2 separate regions of the Mus musculus genome follow, and region 2 is linked to region 1. Evidence: chromatin contacts called from public Hi-C data. All regions are on one chromosome and are shown on one strand. Each heading gives the region's core, a stretch centred on a gene start, on an enhancer-like site or on the middle of the called end of the contact. The rest is flanking DNA. Distances are from core to core; before and after follow the strand shown.

Evidence for each region. Hi-C and Micro-C count contacts between places; a contact is called where the count stands out from the background.
Region 2: a contact with region 1 is called in a Hi-C map of uterus, with 2.6 times the contacts expected there. The contact joins the enhancer-like site here to the promoter of Cgnl1 in region 1. A contact is called at or near these places in 5 of 39 promoter capture datasets (cranial neural crest, embryonic stem cells, liver and 2 more), 1 of 15 datasets of contacts at CTCF or cohesin (CD8 T cells), 42 of 484 Hi-C or Micro-C datasets (the AML12 cell line, the BV-2 cell line, the C2C12 cell line and 21 more), 7 of 115 datasets of contacts at active chromatin or transcription factors (acute myeloid leukemia, bone marrow-derived dendritic cells, embryonic stem cells and 1 more) and 2 of 9 other capture datasets (adipose tissue and pancreatic islet).

The regions. Positions count from the first base shown.
Region 1 is chr9:71,767,828-71,774,029 of GRCm38.p6, forward strand. It overlaps Cgnl1 (cingulin-like 1), which reads right to left and starts at 3,775. Exons shown (of 19, transcript NM_026599.5): 1 at 3,682-3,775.
Region 2 is chr9:71,802,598-71,808,799 of GRCm38.p6, forward strand. It overlaps a transcript of Cgnl1 not described here. Among named protein-coding and RNA genes, the nearest start is that of Cgnl1, 34 kb to the left of the region's middle. Within about 2 kb of position 3,249, at least 55 of the 459 cell types and tissues checked have an H3K27ac peak or open chromatin away from gene starts, as enhancers often do. A contact at or near this core is called in the AML12 cell line, the C2C12 cell line, the HL-1 cell line and 9 more, where this site is marked.

The DNA of each region.
Region 1 (6,202 bases), core at 2,525-5,024:
CTCTGTGACGGATACAGACACTAGGTTTCCATTGCCAGTCACCAAATGCCAGGTAGGCTACCCTGGTCACACAAGTGTTCCAGCCCCCTAGAGACCCTCTGGGCAAACACATTCTCCCCCACCCCCACCCCAGGGCCCAGCATCCTCTTTCTTCCATACTGAATGATATGTGCTAGCCCCTCTCTCTTCTCCAGTCAGGGAAACACACACACACACACACACACACACACACACACACACACACCACATTTCAAGTCTGGAGCAGAGTCCCAGTGAAATAAGCTGGAACTTATTCTCAGAAAGGCTTTTTATGCCTTCCATATCCACAAACTGCAGGGGAATCCACCCAGGTGAGGCTAGCCTGTGCCCCGTACTGCCAGCTGGTCACTGTGCACAGCACACCATAACACACAGTCTGCAGATCCACTTCCCAGACTCAGGCTCCTTAAGGCAAGGACTGTATCCTGTCCAAGACCTTGGCAGGTGGGACAGAGCCTTGCCAGCAGGGATAGGCTTCTTACATAGTTGCTCAATGAGTAACCAAAGAAACATTAACACAACCTCTCATGTGGCTGGGCAGTAAATCCCAGCACTTGCTGAGGCAGGAGGATCTCAGCTAGCAGTGAGCCTGGGTGGTATAGAAAGACCCAGCTCCTACCACCCCCAGCCCACATCTCACAAAAGTGGGGATGGGCCTTGGCTTGGGGAGCAGAGGAAGGCGAACATGAGAAAAAGCAAAGTAGAGGAGGTTGCTGTTTTGTTTTGTTTTAAATGTGTGGGGTGAGCATGTGGAGGTCAGAAGACAACTTGCAGGGAGTCAAGCCTCTCCTCCAACCATGTAGGTTCCAGGGATCAAACTCAGGTCACCAGCAAGCATCCTTACCGGCTGAGCCATCTTACAAGCCCCAGTGGGGACATTTGATTGAACACTCCAGCAAGCTTCCCACTTCACGAAGACCACTCAACCCTGGTGCCACCCCCACCCGTACCCCTCCTCCCCCCCCACCTCCCCTTCTAGGGTCTCATACCCTTGTTTCATCATAATGACAGTGCCAAAGGACTGAAGGAAACGTGTGCTTGGGTGTTACCCAGGGAAAAATACTCAGTTTTCAATTCCCTTGAGCTTAATGTTTCTCCTTGGGTGCCAGCCTCTGTCTATGTCTCTGCCCTTTAGCATTAGGACCAAAGAAAGGACAGAAGGAAGGGAAGGAGGAAGAGGGCGGGAAGGAGGGAGGGCGGGACGGAGAAGGGAAGAAGGAAGGGAGGAGTCAGTTGAGCTTTTAAAAAGGTTAACTGCATCTTTTAGATAAATGAGTTTCAGAGGAAAAGAACTAAGAAACACTTTAAATTCTGTCATTCCTCATTCCATCAACATGAGAAAGTAACTTCACACACACACACACACACACACACACACACACACACTTACAAAATAGAAACCATTATACTAAGTGGATGGTTCTAACACAATCACAGCTCTCAGCACAGACCACCTTCCTGGAGGCTGTACCCCTTCCCCTGGATGAAGGGCACCCCACTCACCCATTTCTTCTGGTCAGGTCAGAACATCACAAGTGCTCTCCCAGGGTGGGAAGTATTGTAATAAATCTGCGCTCTGTGTGGGACAGGGCCAGACCACTCTCCCATCTCTCAGGCATCTGACACTTTCAAGGTGGGCCCTGTTCCCCAGGTGAGAAGGAGGTTCACAAGTGTACACCAGTCATGTTGATGGTCTGGCATGCACGTATGCATTTGCACACACATATATACATATACATACACACTCTGCGGAAGTTGGAGGTTCTGGGTTCAGGGGCCACCCTGTGACACCACACTCTCCACAGGCAGGCCATTGCTATGTTGGTGACTCCTCAGTGGTCACATTCTAGCAGCTGACCAGTGACAGGAGAGGGCACCGTAGTAGGAGGAGAGGAAACAGGACAGGCCAACGGGACAACACTTTATCATTTTTCATTTTCAAAAATCAACGTCAGTCTAGCTCATGTCAGAGATCAGAGACAAACACCCTCCCCAGGGCACCCATAAAGGGACATCATCCTGATACTACAAAAAGACAATATACAGGACCATCGCCTAAGGAAAAGGGAAGTCTGATTAGTGGCCACGTTGCAGCAACCACCAGGAGACTTGTGAGAGCATACTTGGAATACCAGAGAGCGTTAACTTAGAGATGACTGTTAACCCAGGGACAACCGTCTTGTCCTAAAACACGTGTGACAAAACGTCCCATAAAACATATGTGACAGAAAACCACCGGATTCAAACAGATGTTCAGCCTTCCCATTGTCCTATCAATCTTAGGTCACCTGACAGGCGATTGAGCTGAGCTCTGCCTTGGTACTGGAAACGCTAACCCCCTAACTCAGGTGTTATTTATTCTATCAAGGAACATACACATGGCTGCTCCTGAGGACGCGAGCACACATCAAAAATAACTAACTCACAAATGAAACCCTTCAGGGTCTCTCCACTCCCAGGAAAATCCCCACGTTTATGTAACACAAGTGCTTTTGTGTCTGTACACACGTGCCTGTGTAAGGAGGAGGTCTACAAAAGCTCACCAAATCCTAAGTGTTCTCTTCATCTGAGACACTTTTCCGAATCACTTGGTTTTCCCTGACAGGACTATATAACCTTGACTCTGGCAATGACTTCAGAATTTAATGCCCACACTCCAACCTCCTAAATAGAAAGTGCCCCCGGAAATATTTACTGTAAATAGAATTAGGAACAAAGAGAACTTTTATTTTTTAAATGGCACCACCTGCGGTCTAAGGTTAGCAGGCTGCGTCCACAGGCTCCCCTGGTGGAGAGGTGGGTCAGGAGCCTGAGCGCTCTGCTCTTCCAAACTTGGCTGCACCCAGAACCACCCGGGGTCGCTTTTTAAAAGTTCCCACCGCCGACTACCCCCAGACCCCTGGAGTAGAGATGTACCCAGGGTGGGGGTGGGGGGCGCGAGGAAGGTGAGAATCTTTTCATTGGTTTTGATTTAAATCTCACCAGGTGTGTAGCCCACTCTGCAAGCCAAGTCCTCTTTAAAAGAACTCCTACAGTATTTTGAGCAGGGTACTCGGCGTTGGAAGGGTTCTTGGGGTAAAAGGGCACGCACACAGTAAATATACAAAGTTCTTAAAAAAAAAAAAAAAAGTCTCTGTAAGTCCAACACCACAGCCAGGCACCTACCTTGAAGCCAAACGGTGATGCAACTTGGAAAAGTCCCTCAGAAAGCGAAAAAAGTGCTCTCGTGGTTTAAGGGCTTTCGGGGTGACCTGCCTGGACAGTGCAGTGGCACGCGGGGCCAGGACAGCGGAGCGGCCACCAGCCTGTTCTAAGGAATGGCTTAAAGAGCACTGAGATCAAACACTGCAGGGAAGGGTTGGGAGTGCGGTGCTCCGTGGGGCTCGCCCGCAGCTGTCACTAGAGCCCTGTACAGGCTCGCCACCAACTGTCCGACTCGTCTGCAGTACTGGGCTCAGCGTAGGAGGCAGGAGCGCACCTCCAGCCCCGGGACTGCAGCCGCGGCGCCCGGATCCCACGACCGACGCTGAGGCTGAGCACTGCGCAAAGCTGCAGGAGCTCGAGCCTGTCGAGTTCCCGGGCACCGTCTGGGCTCCGGGGTCCCGCGCACACCCTCCGGGCTCCCGCTCGGAGCTCACTTACCGCCTCTGCCTCCAGGGTCCCGCTCCGGCAGCTGCCCGCAGAGCCGGGCCGGAGAGCAGCGGCCGCCGCGTCGCCAGGAGGCCGCGCCAGCCCCGCCCCGCCCTGCAGTCGCCCGCCCTCCCGGGAGGAGGAGCAGGCGGGTCTGCGTCCGGACCCTCCCAGCGACCCAGGACCCGGCGGACCGAGGACTGCGGCCCCTCGCGGACAGTCCCGGGCGATCCCTGAAACCCTGCCCCATCTGCGCCCTGAGACCTCCCTGCGCCCATACCAGCACCCCGTTCCCACCCGCAGCCACTCTCTTCTCTCTCTCAGCACCCCCTTACAACCCCTCCTCCAGGAAACTTTCCCTATTCCGCAATCCCACCCCAGATCTCAGTTTCCCCCCATTCTTCCACTCAGCCTTGTTCTGTCACCTAGAAGCAAATCACAAAAGGCACGAAGTGACAAAGTGACGTCTATAAGCTAAAGCTGGGCCTAGCTCTGAGGTCACCTGGCTCCTGGTAGCAGCACAGACATTAGAGACAAACTCTCAGGCCCTAGTTTAGTTAGTTTTCCAGGGAAGGTGGCATTACATTGCCAACTGGGAAGGCCAGGGTGTCATTTCCAAGTTCAGTTTCCTCCATTGTAAAGTGAGCGAGGCACTCACTCAACGGCTTGTTATTCCTGAAGAAAGGACTGCAGAAATGGCATGTGTCTTACAGTATTTTAATAAGTAAATGTTTACTGACAAACATGTTGAATAAAATCAACACTCAAAAATTCAGTCACTCAAAACAGTAACGTGAAAAGATTTCAAAAAGTAATAGTGATTATTTTGTAGGAAAACTGCAACAGCAATAGAAGAAAAGTTGCACAGTGATGAAACGTGCTTGTATTTATTTACAGAGCTGGAGAAATGGCTCAGAAGTTAAGATCTGTTTCTGTTCTATAAGATCTGGTTCAATTCCCAGCACCATCAAGACAGCTCCCAAAACCTTTGTTAACTTCAGTGCCAGGAGGATCTAGTGCCATCTTCTGGCCTCCTCGGGTACTGCATATATGTGGCGCACAGGTATACATGCAGGCAAAACTTGAAAAAAAAATATTTTCAAGTGATCTTTAAAAAGAAGACAAAGGAGGAAGCTATTCTCCCTGGACCCCTTTGGAAACAGTGGGTCTACCAGGCATGCTCCACGCCTAGTCAGCCGAGTATAGTTATGAATGCAACCTTTGTCCCTCCTCCCAACAAAAAGAAAGTAGTAAGCCTACTTAAAACATTGCACGTTTTTGTGAAACTTGATTGCTTAGTTCTCAAGTCTGGGCTTTGTAGATGATAAAACTGCATGAACAGTGTTCTCAACGGGACTGCTTGCCAGTGCAAAGACATCTGGGTTTTGGGTATATCTGGAATTAGGCAAACTGTAAGGGAGGCTGTGCTGGACGATAGAAAGGGTGTCATATAACACAGGCGCAGACACATGTTAACCATGCCTTAGACACCTCAAAATGCCTGCAGTGGAACCTGCACCTAAATGGCTCTGAACACCGGGATTGGCAGAACCGTACAAACCAGGAGGAGGCTTACAAGAGGAATCCGTGTGGGGAGGGACGGTCCCAGAGAGCGTCTAAAACTGGTAACCAGATGTGTTTCCAGAAACAGAAATAGGACCACAGGGAAAGAGGTATGTTTTTTAAAGATGTATTTATTTCATGTCTACATGTGTGCCTGGGTGTATATGTGTGCACCATGCATGTGCAGTGTTCACAGAGACCAGAGAAGATGTGGGACCTGCTGGAGCTACAGGAGGTTGAGCATCTGATGTGGGAGCTTGGGATCTGAACCTCTATTCATCAAGTGATATACTTATTTGTTTGTTTGTTTACTTATTTATTTACTTAACTATTTGGGGTTTTTATTTGGTTTTTCAAGACAGGGTTTCTCTGTGTCCTGTGTCTCTGTGCCCTGGCTGTCAAGAATTCTCTCTGTAGACCAGGCTGGCCTTGAACTCAGAGTGATCTTCCTGCCTCTGCCTCCCAAGTGCTGGGATTAAAGGCATGTGCCACCACTGCCCGGCTGCCACTGAGGTTTTATAGAACTGTGGGATAACTGTGAACAGCGGGCTGGTAGCTGGGCTGGTGGTAGAGAAACAACGTATGAGCAAAACCAGGTACTGGGAAATGAGTGTGTCGAGCCCTCACTCAGGGGCAGGAAATAGACAGCTCACCCGAGGGAGAAGTGGAAGGGTGTGGGGGCGGTGTCTGTGGCGGGGAGGGTAGGGACTCCTCCCTCGAGGAGGAAACTGAACCACCTGCCACCCGTCTATTCCCACTCAGACCCTTGAGAGCGTTTGCAGAAAGTACATGCTCAGCAAACATTTGCTGACCATAGAAACACCATTTACCCAGCATGCCTGACCCCTTCTTTCCCAACAGGTAGTCTAATGATTAAAATATATAAAAATATGGGGAGTAGATGGGGAAGCGAGGCGAGGAGCAGAATCTGCCTGGGCTAGGCCGCTGTCCCTGTCTCTGCTGTCACTAC
Region 2 (6,202 bases), core at 1,999-4,498, 34 kb after region 1:
GTTTGGTACAGCTTAAGTATAAAAGGAGAAGCCTGGGAGCTAGGGTCCCACACACTGTCTAGCACAAGTGGGGTCCCCTCTGCCATCTGGGAAAACAACTCAAGGCGCCTTCAGAGAAGCCTAGTGTCTAAGGATTTCTTGATTGGGTGGAGAGGTTTAAGGTCCAGCTCTTAAGTTAGAGTTAATTAAATCATACCAAATTACAATCAAGACACATTATTTTAAAGAGGGTTAATTAAAAATGGTGACTGTTTCAAAGCACCTGCCAGTTCTTAACCAAGGAGAACCTTAGTGCTGGTTAATAAAAGTACTGAGATTAGCTGAGCCAGGGAAGGGGTAAGGGGAAGGGCAGGGTAAGGGGGTTGCTGGAGAGCCTTCCCTTTTGTTCTTTAGATTTGAGATTAATAAGGTTTTATAGGAGGAAAAGTCCGGGTACCTGCAGGCTGCAATGCCAGCAGGGCACCAGCTGCCAAGGAACTCGGCTCTAAGGTAATTAATTTTTCTCCTTGGCCTTAGAATCTAATACACACACAGTTAGGAATTCTAGAACTTGTCACCTGCCCCGGAAATTTTCTTCTATGCGTGTGGAAAATCTAGCTCATCCACACAAAATTAATTACCAAAAACAAACAAACAAACAACCCACTATTCTGCATCAACTACTTATTTGATTTGTTTATTTGAGATAGGGTCTTACTATGTATCTCTGGAGGACCTGGATACAATGTACAAACTCACACACATCCTCCTGTGTCTGCCTCCCGAGTGCTGGGATAAAAGGTAAGCCATGATCTCCAGGGCAAACCCCAGAGGAAGACTTCTACTGTCTCCACTCAGCAGTTTTCCCCTCCTACAGGGGTTTTCCGGCTGAGGGTCCTCATCCAGCCCACTGCTGCCACAGAACTCCGGGAGGTCACCTCAGCATCTGGCTGGGGTGATCCAAGTCTCTCCACTCCCGGCCACCTCCACCCGGTCCTCACACTTGTTTGGAGCTCAGCTAGGCTCGGAGGCTGCACCTCTCTCTCCATCTATCTTCCCCAGCTAAGGCCCTAGGCCCGGAGGCTGCACCTCTCTCTCCATCTACCCCAGCTAAGGCCCCACCTGGGTTCTGCATGTCTAGCTTATGCCATTACTAAAACAGGAGGCTCTCAGAAGGGAGACTGTCACTTTGAGGCCACATACAGAAGCATAGAAAGAATGTGTGTGGAGTCTGAACATCCATCAACTCTTTCGGTGCAAACATCTGTTTGAAAGGAGACAGGAGCAGACACACTGTTTGCATCTCCTCTGTCCCTATTCCTCTGCCATAAAGGACCTGGGTTGGGAGATAGCTGGTAAACATCACTGGAGGCCACAAATCCGAGACTCAGAATCAGCAAGGGTAGCTTGTTCTAAGGCCTCTTGCTGTGGCTTAAAGTTGGCTTATTTTCCCTGTTTCTTTCCATAGAGTCTCTCTTTCTTTTTCTCTTTCTCTCTCCCTCTCTATCTCTCTATCCCTGTGTGTGTGCTTGTGTGTGCCTTTAGACAAAAGTCTCTCTCTCTCTCTCTCTCTCTCTCTCTCTCTCTCTCTGTGTGTGTGTGGGGGGGGGGGCTCACACGAGAGTTGTCCCCTAATCTCTTTTTAAAAGGTCATCAGGCTTGTTGAATTAGAGCCCACGCATATGACTTCATTTCGTCAGTAATGACCTCTTTAAAGGACTATGTGCAGTCGCATTCCAAGACACCAGGGTCAGGACTTGGTCGGTAAAAGGTGGAAGGGCACATACCATAATACCTGAGGACTGACATCATTTCTACAGACTGGAATTTAGAAATGAAATATGAAGGGGCTTCGGGTTGTTACCACTGTACCAAAGAGTTACAAACACTCAAATCCCTTTAAATCCCAGCTAAGTTTTAACAGCAGCAGCAGCAGCAACAATAACAACAACAACAACAACAGCATTTCTGTATGCACAGAGGTCTGCCTGTGGGGTTTACTGTAATATCTGTGTCCATGATGCTCTAGGCATCTGCATAAGGTGTTGCATAGAAGGGGATTTTTTTTCCTGAACACAGCAATAGTTCTTTAATGCAATTCTGTTTTGCTCTGCATCGATGTTTTGCCTGCACATATGTCTGTGTGAGAACATCAGATTCCACCTAGAACTAGAGTTTTAGACAGCTGAGAGCTGCCATGTGGGTGCTAGGAATTAAACTTCGGTCCGCTGGAAGAGCAGCCAGTGCTCTCTGAGCCATCTCTCCAGCCCCATGGCATTTTTAAAAAAAGCAGCATTTTATTAAGTTCTTGGATTATAGAGATGGTTCAGCTGTTAGGAGAACATACTGCTCTTGCAGAGGACTTGAGTTTGGTCGTTCAGAACCCATACCGAGTGTAACTTCAGCTCCTCCAGGCCAGACCTCCCCCCTACACACACACTCTCACACACATACACAGAGAAACACTCACACACACACACATACACAGAGAGAGAGAGACTCACACACACACACACACACACACACACATACAGAAAGAGAGAGACTCACACACACTCACACACACACACACACAGAGAGAGAGAGACTCACACACACAATACACTGATTTTAAGAAATGAAATGGTACTTCACAGATGGCTACTTACTATCATAAGATAGTTCTTTTTTAAAGGTATCTCTTTGGTTCTGTGGCTGCTTGTTTTGAGACAGCTTTGCTCTCCAGTCCACTATGGGTCCTCCTGACTCTGCCTCCCAGACACTGGGATGACAGGTGTATGCTCTTGGAAGCATCTCTTAAACTATAATCCACAAAGCTCAGGGTGGCACTTTGTATTGTTTTCACACAGCCCAGAGCCTTTCCAAGCGTCTCATTTTCCCTGCTATTAACAGCTTCTGTTATGCTAAGGCTGGTTGAAACTTTGGAGCAAAGGAAAGCGACCAAGTGCTGGTGGAGAGCTGGGTCCTCCCTCACAGAGCTGAAAGCAGGGATGGAGAGAGCAGAGTGAGGAGGGGGGACTGGACAAGGGGAAAGAGGACAGACTGCTTCTCTCACTGTGTGCCCTCTCCACCCTCAGTCATGCCAGGGTGCGGCTGCCTGGCCTGGGTAGGAAGCCATGCCCCTTGGTGTCCCTGGAAGTCCCCCCTCAGGGTGAACTGCCTGCAACACTACACTGCTTCGTCACCTGGACCCTGAGAGTCCCTGACCCCTCTCCTGACCCTTTGACATCAGTCAGACTTCCTCCTCATGTAACAGGAACCAGGAGTCTGAGACCAGTGACGCCTCAGTGACTCATGGCCTGCTCCCTAAAGAAGTTCCGGGCAGCTCACACTAGAGGTAGATAGTCCCACGGTGCTGGGACAAGCAGGACAGCTACTCCTTGCTGTTTTGACTTCCTGCTTCTTTTCCATAGCAGGCCTCCTGAATAATGGGCACATCTAAGGCTAGGCCAGAGCCAGCCTGGTGACTTGCCTGGGTCTCAGGCTCCTGTCCTTGCATGTCACCCTAGGAGCTTCCAGAATCCTAGAACCATGTGGCCAGTGAAGAAGGCTTCCTGTCCCACCTGTGTGAGACAGCCAGCCAGTCTCTTTTCCCTTCCAGTTCTCCAACTCCACAGCTCTCCAAGCCCTTGACACAGATGACATAAATACAGGCAAAGGGTGCTGCACTGTTTAAAGCTGCCTGGCTGGCCTAGATATGACCTCTGATCTTCCATCTCCAGCCCTGATTGACAGCCATCTCAGGATATGATGGGGAGTGGAGGTGGGCTTTGTGAAAGACCCCTGTTCTGTACCTGTGCCTCCGGACAAAGATAATACATTCAGAGACAGATTCAGGTCTCTAACAAGGAAAATAGTTACTAGACATAAAGAAATCTTTGTCAACTAGATGGGTTAGTAAGTGGACTGGCTCTTGTCCCTTATTATCAAATCGGGTCAGCACTTCATGGTCAAGCCAGTGTGGATCCAGGCAGGCTCAGTTAACTCTTCTGACCATTCTATACAGCCTTGACCCCTTGGGAGAGTCAGCCGTTGTGTGGTGGCACCACCTGGTGGTAATGTATGGAGTAACTCCTCCAGGGACTTGAGTTTCTGAAGACACTGTTAAACTGCTTTAAACCTGTGCAGGCCCTGTATGTACTGCCATAGTTTCTGTGAGTTCATATGTGTTTCAGCAGACAGGTTCATAGCACTGAAATGGGGAAGTGGACATGAGCTTCCCTTCCTAACAAAGAGGTTATTTCCAATGAACAACAGGAAAAAATGAATTTCTCCAATTTAGTCTCACTGAGTATATTAACTACAGCTAATAACAGACTCTGTTAGTGTCCAGCAGTGATGACCAACAGGAAATGAACTCAACAGCATTATTATAGGCTTTTTTGGTTCATATTTCTTAATTTGGGCCTGTTTGTGTGTGCACACGTGTGTGCACATGTTTATGTGTACGTGTTACTGCTTGCATACTACATTTTTTTCAGTTTTGTCTTTTTATTGTGTATGATTCTGTTTCTGTGCATATATATATGCATACATATGTGTATATATATATATATATATATATATATATATATTTGTGTGTGTGTGTGTGTGTGTGTGTGTGTGTATTTTAGTTTTTTCAAGACAGGGTTTCTCTGTATAGCCCTGGCTGTCCTGGAACTCACTCTGTAGACCAGGCTGACCTCTAACTCAGAAATCCGCCTACCTCTGCCTCCCAAGTGCTGGGATTAAAGGCATGTGCCACCACTGCTCAGCTTATTTGTTCTTTTTTCTTTTTATGTGTATTTGTTTTATAAAAACAAAGATAATGAAGGCTCGGAGATGGAGGAGTGGGGAGTGAAGGAGGATGCGGGGGGGGGGGGAGGTGCTGGGGGAGGGGGAGATGCTGGGGGAGGGGGAGATGCTGGAGGGGAAACCATGAGCAGAACAAATTGTGAGTTTTCAATGAACAAATACAACTTTAAAAGAAAAGAAATTTCAAATGAAAGGCTTTCATCTCCGTAAACACTGAAGCGCCTTGGTACCTTCCACAAATGTGTTATGGAGTGAACACTAGACTTAAGACGAAAAGATTTGGGCTCAAATCCCATTTTGATGGCCTGTTGTTATTTACAGGACTTAGGAAAGGTATCTTAGCCCAGCATCTCAGCCCCCGGTCGGCTTGTGTGCAGTAAAAATAACCACAGCTCTCTTGTGGGACTCTTGCCGTCTCACACACACTGACAAGCACAATACCTGATCTCTGACACAAGCTTGGCTGTCCTAGATCCCCACACCTTGGTGACTAGCCCCTGCAGCAGGCTCAGTGGTCCCCTCTTCCCTAAGTGGGATGTGTGAGTTTTGGTCCCTCCCGGGCAGGGGTGAGGTCAAGATGGAGAGTGGGTCTTCAGAGCTTGGAGCCTTCTGACCTCAGCCGTCGTGGTGCTCCACCTCCTCCAGCATGGGTTACAATGAGCAGTCAGCCTAGGGTCTGTTTATCTCTGCTAACCTCATCCCAGGGATCCTGGCCACAACGTGACCCCTGAGCCTCATGTTCCTCTCTGCAGAGCAGCCTGGTACTACCTGGTAAAACTCCAAGCTGGGTATGGAATGGAGCAATGGCTTAGTAATTAAGAACACTTGTTGCTCGTCTAGAGGGCCTGGGTATAATTCTCAGGACTGAAATGGTGGCTCACAAGCCTCGATGACTCCAACTCCCCCAGTGTCTGACATCCTTTTTTGGCACCTATTGGCAACCTCAAACTTTATGTGTCCAGTAAATATAAATTTAAAATTTTTAATTTAATTTAATTTTATCTTATTATTTTGAGATATGGTCTCACATATGCCCATGCTGACCTTAAATTTACTGTGTTCCGCTTAGGCTAACCTTGACCTTCTGATCCTCCTGATTCTACCTCTAGAATGCCTGTATTGCAAGTATGAACCATTATGCTGGGCTTATTCAAGAGTGGGGATTGGTCCTGGGCAAGGTGGCACACACCTTTAATCCCAGCACTAGAGGGGACTAGGCAGACAGATCTCTGAGTTTGAGGCTAACCTGGACTACAGAGTAAGTTCCAGGAGACCCAGGGTTACACAGAGAAACCCTGTCTCGAAAAACTAAAACAAAACAACAGCAAAAAGCCTGATGGATGTACCCAGGGTTTAACAAGCTGGACAAGCACTCTACCATCTGAGCTATAAACCTTGAGTTTTGCTCTATAGTCCCAAAAACAAAGAA